Linked DNA regions of Ovis aries: region 1 is linked to region 2. A link is a contact called in public Hi-C data. All regions are on one chromosome and are shown on one strand. Each heading gives the region's core, a stretch centred on a gene start, on an enhancer-like site or on the middle of the called end of the contact. The rest is flanking DNA. Distances are from core to core; before and after follow the strand shown.

The links. Hi-C and Micro-C count contacts between places; a contact is called where the count stands out from the background.
Region 1: a contact with region 2 is called in a Hi-C map of liver, with 5 times the contacts expected there. The contact joins the enhancer-like site here to the promoter of NSRP1 in region 2. A contact is called at or near these places in 3 of 16 Hi-C or Micro-C datasets (liver, skin fibroblasts and tail adipose tissue).

The regions. Positions count from the first base shown.
Region 1 is chr11:21,287,999-21,294,861 of ARS-UI_Ramb_v3.0, forward strand. BLMH (bleomycin hydrolase) reads right to left here. Exons shown (of 12, transcript XM_012185429.5): 7 at 395-550. Among named protein-coding and RNA genes, the nearest start is that of BLMH, 16 kb to the right of the region's middle. Within about 2 kb of position 4,628, at least 2 of the 54 cell types and tissues checked have an H3K27ac peak or open chromatin away from gene starts, as enhancers often do. A contact at or near this core is called in liver, where this site is marked.
Region 2 is chr11:21,168,476-21,175,308 of ARS-UI_Ramb_v3.0, forward strand. NSRP1 (nuclear speckle splicing regulatory protein 1) reads left to right here and starts at 3,259. Exons shown (of 9, transcript XM_060395307.1): 1 at 3,259-3,315.

The DNA.
Region 1 (6,863 bases), core at 3,378-5,877, 120 kb after region 2:
GTTAGTGGGAAAAATCGGGCTGAGATACTGCTCCTTTCCACGAAAGAGTCCCCAGAGGCCCACAGCACAGTGATGCTCTGAACCCATGGTAAGAAATGCCCACTAGGCTTTTACTGTCTTTGCACCGGAGAATGACTCAGGGCCCAGATAAGGGGAGCTGATGGGAATTAAACTGAATGCGGACCCACAGTTAGAGAAGTCTTGAGGAGGAATACTGGGAATCCTGAGTGGCCAACTGAACTGGTATATAAAATACTTCAGAAGAAGAGGAAAAATTTGGTTTAGTGTCTTGTTGGATGACCATGCATATTAACCTTGGAATTGGATACTCTTTCTTGTAGTCAACAGGTATTTGAAAATAAAAAGCCAGTGGCTGCCATCACCAGTTTCTAACCTTATCTTCCATATTGAAGAGTGGCTTGACATGTTGCCTGTAAAACTTCAAGGGTGTTATAGGGCCAATCTTTTGATAGTTTTTATCTTTGTCTCGATACTCCCAGGTGAACGTCTCTGGTGGATTACCCAAACAGATGCACACCACTCTGAATATCTGGAAAACAGGAGGACAGATGAGCAATGGCTAGAGGGAAGCAGTATTTTTACCTCTTTTCTTCAAGTTTCAAGCTTGGGGAACATAAGAAATCAGAGGCTATATTCAAGTCAGAGATTTCACAGGAAACTTAATATTGCTCCAAAAATTGGAAGGTTGATGTTCAGGATTTGGTATCCGCAAACTTCTGAGTTCTTAAATAAACACTCAGAACAATACAATTCTGAAATGTTAATATTTAGTGCTTTGTATTTGCCCTGCAAGTCAAACTTCCTTAGCCAAGAAATCACTCACCACTGATCCACAGCAAGATCTGGGTTGCTGCTGATTGTATTTCAAGCGACAAATAATTACATACATTTTATAAATAGATTTCCTTCCCTTTATGCTTCCAGGTTTTGCTTTGATTGTGACAGGGGTCTCTACTCCCAGAAAAGTCACTAACTTTTTGGTGGAGTTTAGATGACAATGTCTATCCAAAGTAATACCAGAACGAGAATACACGGAGTAGAAAGGTACCATTTCTGGGGCTGAGACTGTAACATTCTCTCTAATGATGTCACAAAACCTTCAAGTTGGCATCATTACAATCCAAGGATGCATTTTATATTATTTTCATCTCACAGAACGACAGAAGTATAGAGACATACCCTACATAAGGTCAGAGCACAGAAGTACATTCTCTTCTGTATCAAATTTCCTTTACTTTTGAAAAAACAGACACTATGATCTGCTTCTTCTTTCTCCACCCCAATCACCACCCTGATCCAGTCTCATCACTTACCACCTGCATTATTTGCTCCTTACATTTGAATACTCCACTACAGTTAAAAGAAGTGGATCCTGAATGTGACTGTTTTGTGCTACCCATTATATATCTGCTAGGTTAACTTAATTCTCATAGAACTCTCTCAAGGTGTAATTTCCCTCTTCCTCCCTCCTCCAAAAGACTCAAAGAAATTAAGCAATCTACTTAAGATCACATCGCTAGTAACTGGCAGAATCATGATCTGAAGTCACACTGTCCAAAAAAAAGAAAAAAAAACTAAAGTATTGCTCCACTGGTTCAGGGTTTAAAACAAAAAAGGAAATACTGTCTACTGTGCTGTACCACAATCCATGTCTCTCAGTCTTCTCAACAAAAATGGTAGATACTATTCACATTTGACAGATAAAGAAACCAAGGTTCAGGAAAATAAATAGCTTGACTGAAGTCCTAAAGCCAGTAAATTGCAAAAATCAGGCCTCAAAAGAGCCTTGGGACAGATACCCTGATAAGTAAGGTTCAAACTTCTTCTTTGAACCAAAGCTAGAAAATTAGAAATAGGCCTGCCTATGACTTCAGGCCTATAATTAAGGATAAAAAGACTCTTATGTCATATGGAAGACAGAGCCTGATTCTACCACCTTAACAGAAACACATCAACCTACAGATGAAGGTATGTGTGCCTTTCATTTTATGTTTGTTTTCCAAGAGAGGGTCTTCCTTTACTAGGATTTGCTTTATGTCTTATGAGCCTGAAAGGCTGGTCCTTCACCCACCACCCTCCCTTTTTAAAGTTACGTATTTCTTTTTGGCCGTGCTGGGTCCTCGCTGCTCCGTGGGCTTTTCTCCAGCTGTGGAAAGCAGGGGCTACTGTCCAGCTGTGGTGTTTGGGCTTCTCACTGCAGTGGGCTCTCCTGTTGTGCAGCATGGGCACATGGGCTTCAGGAGGTGCAGCCTCCAGGCTCTAGAGCAACTCAGAAGTTGTGGCATACAGGCTTAGCTGCTGTGTGGCATGTGGGATCTTCCCAGACCAGGGATCAAACCCATGTCTCCTGAACTGGCAGGCAGAATCTTTACCACAGAGCCACCAGGGAGGCCCAACTGCCTCTCTTTTAACATATCATTCTCAGGCTAGTTTCTAATACAGAAAAGCAGCAGCTGGGCATCACATGAGCAACTGTAATTGAGCTAATCTAGCCATGGATTAATGAGCTCTTTTTGAGATTCCTAAGGACCAGACAGTCATTTTGTATTTCCTCAGCACCAAGGCCACAAGTGGTAATTTTCATCATGAGGACCCTGCCACTGGTTAACCATGGTCAAGACAATTAAAGTGTATAATATGTTTAACAAAGGAAGGCTTTATAGCCTTAAATGATGTGTATTTTCAACTAATAATCATTGTCACATGTGTATGAACATTTTATACAGGGTCATTTTAATTAATTCTCAGTCATCCACTTGGTTTACCCAGTTCAGTTAGGCCCTGGCGAAAAAATGGGGGAGACTAGGGCTAGGCCTAATGAAGATTAAGTAAGTGAACTTCCGATTACTTTTAAACACATTCTAAATATAAATATGAGTGTTTTACACTATGATTTACATATACCTTATTGGGCATCTGACTCCCTCTCTATGGTAAAAAGTGTGAAATCACTCCTTCCTTCTCATCAAAAATGCACTAAAGGCAACCCACTCCAGTATTCTTGCCTGGAAAATCCCATGGACAGGGGAGCCTGGCAGGCTACAGTCCATGGAGGTCACAAAGAATTGAACATGACTGAGCAACTTCCCTTTCTTTTCTGATATTTCTAAAATAGTCAACAAGGCCCTACTGTCTAACACAGGGAACTCTACTCAACACTCTGGAAGAAGCTATCTGGGAGCAGAGTCCAAAAACAAGTAGATGTACTCCTATCTGTAACTGAATCGATGCCAAAACAAATGCAACTTTGTTAATCAACTGTACTGCACTAGAAACTAAAAATTAAATGAAGATATCAGTAAAAGGGAAAAAAAAATGCACTAAAGGAAATCTGCATTTTAGCTATCTAAATGAATTCTATAATTCATCTCTTTTTGGAATAAAAATATTTATGCCTTACTGCATATATTTTATAAAGCTGAATTTTTATCAAAGATATATACAAGGGATGAATGAGGATAAGCGTGACATCTCTCTCTTATATTTTGATAAAACTGTAATCTGAGACAATGTTGGTTTGTTTTATATTATTTTTTTACCATGACAATAAATTATCCAAAGCCATTCACATTCAAGTCAGTTTAAAACACTTTGGAAGGAACGTTTGGCTCCAAGTCAACTAACAATTGTGAAACAAGCTCTAATTTTAAAAAATTATCTGAATTATAATCTCCAGGGCCCATGATACTTCAATTCTTGGTAAGAGACTCTGCTGTTCTGAAAAACTATTCCTTGTTCCCAAAATACAAAGCTGGCAGTGAGCTTTGGGTATCTGAGACTGCTCTCTGGTGGACAACTCGGGAGTTGTTATCTGTTTCTCACAAGATGAAGTTGACATTCAGGACAATAAAAGATACTGGACACTGAACGAAGTCTTCATATAGAACTGAATACTGGTGAATAATAGAACCCAAAAGCAATGGAAAAAAGACAAAAGACACAGAAAGCATGAAATACAGGACACAGGGAAAGAAAGTATGGACCCCAATTTAAAGACAAATGATGTTGGACAGAGTCAATTCCCATCCTCATGGCTAAACTGGAAGACAGACACCAAGTAAGAGGAGGAAGGCAGGATGCAATAGCTGAGAGTCAGTCATGAAAGCTTAGAAGGGTGAGAGTTTAAAGCCAGCTACAGGCAGACACAGAATGGAGGAAACCATAGTAATTAGAAATGTTACTGGCTTGGCCAGAAAGTTCGTTTGGGTTTTTCCATAGGATGTTACGAAAAACCTGAATGAACTTTCGGTTCAACCCAGAAGAATGGGAAGGTAGTGCAATGGTTAACAACCAAGCTACCTGCAATGGAGCAAAACTGGCAATGCTAAGAGTTCAGTGCCTGGTACCACAGAAGAAGGAACAGAATCCTGGAATCGTCATTTATATTTACAATACTGGGTTGTCCAGTAAAGTCTGAAGCACTGTAGAAATGTGACTTCCTTCTATTGTAAAAACACAAAGCTACACTGCCATTAAGAAATCATCTACTCTGACCTTTTAGCTTCACTGATGGAGAAATTAGGTTCAAAGGTAAAGTGACCTATTGATCACGGAGGAGAATGACTGCCAGGACACAGAAACTGTCACAGAAAATAGCCGAACTCTGGAGAAGGTTCGGTGCTGAGGGTAAATGAGCCAGTCGCATGAGAAGAGTGGAGACCTTGGTGATTGCTGACAATGCAGAGAAAGGGGAGAGGAGACATCTCTCTACTGCTTTCTGATGGGGAATGAAAGAAAAGGCAGGGATCTGCTTTGAAAACAAAACTCCTACTTGTGCCAGCAAAAGCAAGTGCAGGAGGAGAAATTTCCTGGAGGCATTAGATATATTTTAGGGCAGGGAAAGACACAAAAACCTACACTTAAGAGGTGTGTGCCTTTCTGTGATGTTAAAGAAAATGAGCTCACAAGGATGATAACTAAGAGTCAAATGATTACCTTCAGATATAAGAAGATCTACAGTGAGCTAGCCACTAGGGGATTTAAGCTGAGGAGTGATGTGGCTTAATTTTTGTTTTAAAAAAGATGTCACCCTGGCTGTTTTGAGAACGCATGGTAAAACAGCGGGAGAGGAAGAAGGGAGACCAGTGTGGAGGCCACTGTTCTGTAGATGAGATATGGTAGTGATTCCCACTTTTAGAGTCTGTTTAGATCAAAGAAATAGAAATTCAGACTCTCCAGCTCCACCCAGATCTACTGAGTCAATCTACACTTTAACAAGATCCCCAAGGGATTTGACTGTAAAGTTTGAAAGCGCTACATTAAGCACATTTACTCTTTCCCTCCTCCCAAATTCTGCTTCTTCAATTATTACTTCTCTCATTTACACTGCTATCCCTGACCACATACAGGTTCCCTCATAATCACTCAAAAGCCTTCTCTCCCCTACCTGGAAACCTTCCATTTATATCACCCCAAATCTTCCCTCTTCCTTGTCCTCCACATTGGCAGGTCCTGTTATCCTCACTTTGAAGATACACCACCCTCAAATATATCCACTTCTCTTCATCCTTATTTTCATCCATCTAGTGGGAACCACTACCATATCTCATCTACACAATAGCCTCCACGCTGGTCTCCCTTCTTCCTCTCCCGCTGTTTTACCATGCGTTCTCAAAACAGCCAGGGTGACATCTTTTTTAAAACGAAAATTAAGCCACATCACTCCTCAGCTTAAATCCCCCAGTGGCTAGCTCACTATAGATATTCTTATATTTTTGATGTTTATGCTAAGTGAAATAAGTCAGACAGAGAAATACTGTATGACATCACTTATATGTGAAATTTAAAAAATACAGCAAACTAATGAATACAACAAAAAAGCAGCAGACTCACAGATACAGAGAAAAACTAGTGGTTAACTGTGTGTGGGGGAAGGGGTGATATAACGATTGGAGAGTGGGGGCTACAAACTAATAATGGCTGTAAGACAAGCTCAAGGATGTACTGTACAAAAGGAGGTTATAGCCAGTATCTTCTAATAACTGTAAATGGAAAGTAACCTTTAAAGCTTGTGTATACTCGATGACATAAAGCAAGATCCGCTATGACCCACCTCCTAGAGTAATGGAAATAAACACAAAAGTAAACAAGTGGGACCTGATTAAACTTAAAAGCTTTTGCACAGCAAAGGAAACTATAAACAAGGTGAAAAGACAACCCTCAGAATGGGGTTAAATAATAGCAAATGAAACAACTGACAAAAGATTAATTTCCAAAATATATAAGCAGCTCATACAATTCAATGCCAGAAAAACAAACAACCCAATCAAAAAGTGGGGAAAAGATCTAAACAGACATTTCTCCAAAGCAGACATACAGATGGCTAACAAACGTGAAAAGATGCTCAACATCACTCATTATTAGAGAAATGCAAATCAAAACTACAATGAGATATAACCTCACATCAGTCAGAATGGCCATCAGCAAACAGTCTACAAACAATAAATGCTGGAGAAGGTGTGCACTGTTGGTGGGAATGTAAATTGATACAGCCACTATGGAAGATAGTATGTAGATTCCTTAAAAAACTAGGAATCAAACCAACATAAGACCCAGCTTCCCTGGTGGCTCAGACGGTAAAGCGTCTGCCTATAATGTGGGAGACCTGGGTTCCATCCCTGGGTCGGGAAGATCCTTTGGAAAAGCAAATGGCAGCCCACTCCAGTACTCTTGCCTGGAAAATCCCATGGACGGAGGAGCCTGGCAAGTTACAGTCCATGGGGTCGCAAAGAGTCAGACACAACTGAGTGACTTCACTTTCACTTTCTTTCATGACCCAGCAATCCCAATCCTAGGCATATACCCCGAGGAAACCAAAACTGAAAGACATGTATATCCCATTG
Region 2 (6,833 bases), core at 2,009-4,508:
TTTTTTAGAGAAGTCAAAAATGTCACGATAGGCCTTAAACAAATTGAAGCATGCTGCCATCCAGACACCACAAGTTAGCCGAACATGTAGGTTGACTCTTGAGCAACACAGGAGTTAGGGGTGAACCACCCAATGTACAGTCAAAAATGCACGTACAACTTTGGTCAGCCTTCTGCCTCTGGGGATTCAACTAACCATGGATCTGTAGTTATCTAGCAAGTATTTATTGAAAAAATAAAATCCATATGTGAGTAGAGCCAAGAAGTTCAAACCTGTTGTTCTAGAGTCAACTGTAGTCAGTTAGGGAAGAGTGGGCACAAAAGGAAGCAGAGAATGAGAGTAGGGATAAGTAATACTAGTGTCAATGGCACCCCACTCCAGTACTCTTGGAGTGGGAAAATCCCATGGACGGAGGAGCCTGGTAGGCTGCAGTCCATGGGGTCGCTAAGAGTAGGACACGACTGAGCGACTTTACTTTCACTTTTCACTTTCATGCATTGGAGAAGGAAATGGCAACCCACTCCAGTGTTCTTGCCTGGAGAATCCCAGGGGCAGGGGGAGCCGTCTATGGGGTCGCACAGAGTTGGACATGACTGAAGTAACTTAGCAGTTACTGGGGCTTCAGCAATTGCAGTGTGTATGCTCAGTGGTTGTGGCGTTTGCTTAGCTGCCCCGTGGCATGTGGGATCTTCCCAGACCAGGGGTTGACCCTGTGTACCCTACACTGACAGGTGAATTCTCAACCACTGGACCACCAGAGAAGTCCATATATGTGTGTGTATATATATATCCTTTTATTACACTGTGCCCCAAGATTTCATATCTGGCTTCTGTCTGGCCTTACCCTAATCACTTTGAGGGGGGAAAAAAGACATTCAGCACATTCCTATATGCAAAGTTATATAATTCCTATAATAGTACGTTTCAGCATTAATTCATTTAAAAGAGTGGATCTTAAAGTGTGGTTTGTGGACTCCTGCAGGTCCCTAAAACACTTTTGGGATTTTCCAAGTCAAAACTATATTTCTAACAATGCTAGGAAATTATTTGCCTTTTTTCACTCTCATCCTCAGAACAGTGTGCAAGAGAACTTTTCAGAGGCTTCTTGATATGTGATGATGTCATTGTTCTGACAGTTAATAGAACATGTGTGGATTCTTTTAACTTTTTTCTTCCATTTTTATTGATACAATTAATATACAGCACTGTGTCAGTTTAGTGTTTAGCATATTGACATATACATTACGAAAAGATTACAGTAAATTTAGTGAACATCCATCATCTCATAAATACAAAATAAAAACTATTTTTCCTTATGATGAGAACTCTTAGGATTTACTCTGTTAACAACTTTTATATACAGCAAGTCAATTATATTAATCACATTATACATTACATCCAAATACTTATTATCTGGAACTCTGTACCCTTTGACCATCTTCTAAAAAAAATAATGATACTACACAAAGATACAAAGATTTACACAAAGATACAAAGACACAAGAAATGGTACGCGTGTGTAATAATATATTCTTCTTATTTAAAAAATATTTTTAAAGGGTAATTGTTTAAAGAAAAATAATTTATTGTGCATTTACAACATTGTTCGAAGTAAAACTTGTGACAAAATACAGCACAAAGTTTCAGAGAGGGAAATTGGAAGTATACTTTTTTAAAAAGTTTTTGAGTGGTACATTGTTACTTGAAGATAGATTGTGATAAAGATGTATACTAGAAACCTTAAAGCAAAACCTTGCCCAAAAAAAAAAAAAAATCTTAAGCTAAGTCGTAAAAATTTATTGATTAATCCAAAGTCAAGGGGAAGGTGGCAGAGGAGGGTACAAAGAACAGACAGGAAAAAGAAAAAACAAACTGCAACTACACTAATACTCACGTTAATGAAAACGTTCTAAATACCAACTTAAAAGGAAGAAAGTGCCATACTAGATAAAAAGCAACACCCAACAATATGCTAGCAACAAGAAATCCACTTTATATTAAAAGTTAGGCATTATATAAAAAGACAAATCGATTAAAATAGGTTAAAAGGATGGGAAAACATATACTATGCTAAAAACCAATGCTGGTTATAAATACTAATATTAGATTAAGTAGATAAAAAAAATAAAGAGGATCATTTCTTAATGGTATAGGGGTCAACATAAAAGGACACAACAACTCTAAATGTTTAAATATGTAGTAGGGAAAGTTAGTCGCTCAGTTACGTTCGACTCTGCTACCTCGAGGATGTAGCCCGCCAGGCTCCTCTGCCCATGGAATTCTCCAAGCAAGAATACCGGAGTGGGTAGCCATTCCCTTCTCCAAGGGATATTTCCCACCCAGAGATTGAAACTGGGTCTCCAACATTGCAGGCAGATTCTTTACCATTTGAGCCACCAGGGAAGCCCAAGTATCTAATAACAAAACTTCAAAACGCACAACTACACTTGGAAGTTTAAACGTCCTTCTGTCGGCAGTTTACAAGATCTCAACTGCTGTACAACTAGTTTGGCATGGTCCGAGAAAGAGTGGGTTCACACGTGAAATGTGACTAAAATTTTTTTAATATCATGTATGATTTTACTTTCTATACCCAGTGGCACTATAGTATTGTTATTCATCACTACTGTCCAACAGTAATATATTTAGCGTGTGGATTTTCATCTTCTGTCAAGTTACCCTAAGCCAGGAATGGGTGCGTGCTTAGTCATGTCCGACCCTTTGCGATCCCCTGGACTGTAGCCCACCAGGCTGCTCTGTCCATGGAATTTACCAGGCCAAGAATACTGGAGTGGGTTGCCATTTCCTCCTCCAGGGAATCTTTCCCACCCACGGATACTTACACTGAACACCTCAGGGGTTAAAAACAAAACAAAACAAAACACTGCCTAGGGCAGTGGTTTTCAAACTTGAGTATCAGGATTATCTGGTGGACTTGTTAAAATTCAGATTTCTGGGCCCATCCCAGCGTTTCTGATTCCGTAGGAAGGGAACAGGGGCAAAATTTTCAATTTCTAACAAATTGCCGGGGGATGACAATTCCCGGGACCACACTCTTAGCCTAAAATTTTGTTATTCCTTTCTTACCACTGATTTCGAGGCAATCCGTCGGTTTTCAAACAATTCCCAGGGCCAAGGACTCCACTCCCAGCAATGCGGGAGTAACCCAAAGTCAAACCCAGCGGCTAGGCGAGTTCTAGGCCGCCTAAAGCCCCGCGAGAATTCGCGTGATGACGCCAGCGTCTGCATCAGCGTTACGTCGGCGTCGGCCACGTTCAGCGGAGACGGGAGCAAGATGGCGATTCCGGGCAGGCAGTGAGTGATCCGGGAGTTAGGGTCAGACTGGGGAGTGAGATACCACGGCGACTGTGTCTTTGGCCGAGGAGTAGAAGTGCGCTGGAATTGAAGGGGCTGTGTCGTCAGGGATAGAGGCGGGGAAAGCGAGAAATCCCGAGGAACATATATTCCCATCCCCCCACACATTTTGCAGGATGGAAGCCCGAAGTTTGAGGGAGAAACTTGTGAGGAAATAAAGGAAGTTAGGCTGAGGGGCAGAGAGCGAGACTTTTCTATTTTCCAAAAGCTCGGTCTGAGGCCCCTCAGTCTTGCTTCCTACCCCGCGCTTGAGTTTCTCCCCGGTTGGATGCTTTCAGGGGAAATGAGAAGAGAGACATTTCCTGGCTTTCTTAGAGGGCCTTGTTCTCCTTGGCAGCTCAAGTTCTGATTCCCGCCCTCCCTTCTCGGTTTAGGAATGTTGTGCTGAGAAGCCACAAAAAAGGGTAGGCACATAGGGAATTGGGGTATACCTTGCCGTGAAAGGAAATGTTACATGTTTTTGGAAGCTTTACCTTAGATGTATAATCCTCAATTGTGATGCGGCTTCCCGTTATATCTGCATCTTAAAGGCCCAAACGTGAGAAGAAACCAGTTGAGTTGGGTCTGATGGGATGGTTCTTTCAGGTGCTCCAAGACAAAGCACGTGAGCTTTATAAAGTGTAATGGTAATTTGCCCCATAGCTACTTGGGTTTCTCAGTTAATGTAATCTTTAAGAAATTTTAATGGATGACATTAATCTTTATTTTATTTAATAACTTATTTAAAATGATATATACCCAGTAAGGGGAGGGGGGATGTTTTCTTGACTCTTGTTAGGCCACAAGAATAATTTAGAGTCTTTTTCTTTTTAGTGGACCTCAACTGAGCTTTCCACTAACATTTTTTTTTTAAACTTTCCTATCGTTTCACTATCTAAAACTTCCGAGCTCTTCATTCACTTCTCTTCTTTAACCTAGAATAATAGTTTAAAAATCTTAAGTGCATTTTGAAGCTTTTAGATCGTTGAAAATCAGAACCAGGGTTGTGTGAAGATCATAAGCTCTGTGACATGTTTTGACTTGGTAGCTTCATCCGGAAGAGGTAGTGGATGTATTACTGTTTTAACATTTAGGTATAATGGTGTAATTTCTATTTCAAAACAAAAAATATGCAGGTATGGGCTTATTTTGCCAAAGAAGGCACAGCAGTTGCACCCTGTTTTGCAAAAACCTTCAGTGTTTGGGAATGATTCTGATGATGATGATGATGAGGTAAGGGAAACTTTTTCTACTGCATTGTTGGAATTGTTTTTGTTTTTAAATTGAACTTGTGAATTTGATATCTTTGCTTGCTTCAAATGTTTTGTTAGTACAGTGTAACTGTAGCATAATTTACAGAAATAGCAAAGGAATACTTAAAACTCCATTGGTGGTTTTTTTTTTTTGCTAAGTGATACATGGATAATCCAAGAGATTTTCTTTCAACAGTTATGAACTTCAGCTATTTTTAAGCAGTTAGACAAAAGTAATTTCATACAACTAATACTGATACAACAAAATTGTTAGTGTAAAGATCCTAGGAAATAAGCTATTGAGATGTCACCAATTTCCTAGAAATTTTTATCAGCAAAATAGTTTCTTGTGAGATGACTTTTGTAGTTATTCAGTATCTGCTAAATGTAATTACACAGTGTAGTTATGGTAATGTATAAAGTTAGCATTAATAATACTACAATAATGATATCTAATATGAAAATTCTATGTTTTAGCAGCCAAAACAGTGTTTTTCTATGAAGCCCACAGTTCTTAACAAGCATATCAAAATAAGTGCACCCTTCCAAATGTCAAATTTGAAATTAATAGATTTTAAGTGTGTAAAATATGAAATTCATGGATTTTAAGTGTATAGGTTGATGACTTTTGACAAATACATATGCCTCAAAGTGAAAGTGTTAGTTGCTCAGTCATGTCCAACTCTTTACAACCTCATGGACTGTAGCCTACCAGCCTCCTCTGTCCATGGAATTCTCCAGACAAGATTACTGGAGTGAGTTGCCATTCCTTTCTCCAGGGAATCTTCCTGCCTCAGGGGATGAACCCAGATTTCCTTCATTGCAGGCGGATTCTTTACCATCTGAGCCACCAGTCAAGACGTAAAACATTTCACTCTTCCCTGAAAGTTCTTTCATACCTCTTTGCAGTTAATTTACTTTCCCATATTCTGCCCCAGACAACTATTTCATTGTGGGTTTGATTTGCATTTTGATGATGACCTATGATTTTGGCCATTTATGTATCATCTTTAGAAAAAGGTCTGTTGGCATAATTTGCCTAGTTTTTTTTTTTTTTGCCTAGTTTTTAATTGGGTTATTTGTCATTTTGCTATGAGTTGTAAGATTCCTTTGTATGTTCTAGGTACAGATCACTTGGTGGTGATGGTGGTTTAGTTGCTAAGTCATGTCTGACTCTTGTGACCCCATGGACTGTAGCCTGCCAGGCCCCTCTGTCCATAGGATTCTCCAGGCAAGAATAAGTTATTAGATGTACTTTGTAAATATTTTCTCCCATTCTGTGGATTGTCCTTTTACTTTCTTGACAATGTCCTTTGAAGTACAAAAGTTCAATTTTAAGGGAGTCCGGTATATTTTTTTCCTTCAGTTGTTACTGCTTTGGTGTCATCACCTAAGAAACCATTGCTTAATCCAAGGTCAAGGTTTATGCTGTGGTTCATTTTGAGTTAAATTTTGTATTTGATATGAGATAGGGGGTTTCGTTTCATTCTTTGCATGTGGAAGGATATCCAGTTTTCTCAACACCATTTGTTGAAGGCTCTTCCCCATTGAATTGACAGTCCCTTGTGGTTTGTTTTAATGTACGTTCAGTCAGTTCATTAGCTCAGTGGTATCTGACTCTTTGTGACCCCATGGACTGCAGCATGCCATGCTTCCCTGTCCGTCACCAACTCCCAGAGCTCGCTCAAACTCATGTCCACCGAGTCGGTGATGCCATCCAACCATCTCACCCTCTGTCGTCCACTTTTCCTCCTGCTTCCAATCTTTCCCAGCATCAGGGTCTTTTCCAGTGAGTCAGTTCTTAACATCAGGTGGCCACAGTACTGGAGCTTCAGCATTATTGCTTCCAGTGAATATTCAGGACTGATTTCCTTTAGCACTGGCTAGTTTCATCTCCTTGCAGTCCAAGGTACTCTAAAGAGTCTTTTCCAACACCACATTTCAAAAGCATCAGTTCTTTGGTGCTCAGCTTTCTTTATGGTCCAACTCTCACATCCCTACGTGACTACTGGAAAAACCATAGCTTTGACTAGAGGGACCTTTGTCAGTAAAGTAATGTCTCTCCTTTTTAGTATGTTGTCTAGGCATTAAAAAAAAAATATTTTAAAGTTCTCCTCTTTCACTTTCAAGAGGCTCTTCAGTTCTTCACTTTCTGCCATAAGGGTGGTGTCATCTGCATATCTGAGGTTATTGATATTTCTCCTGGCAATCTTGATTCCAGCTTGT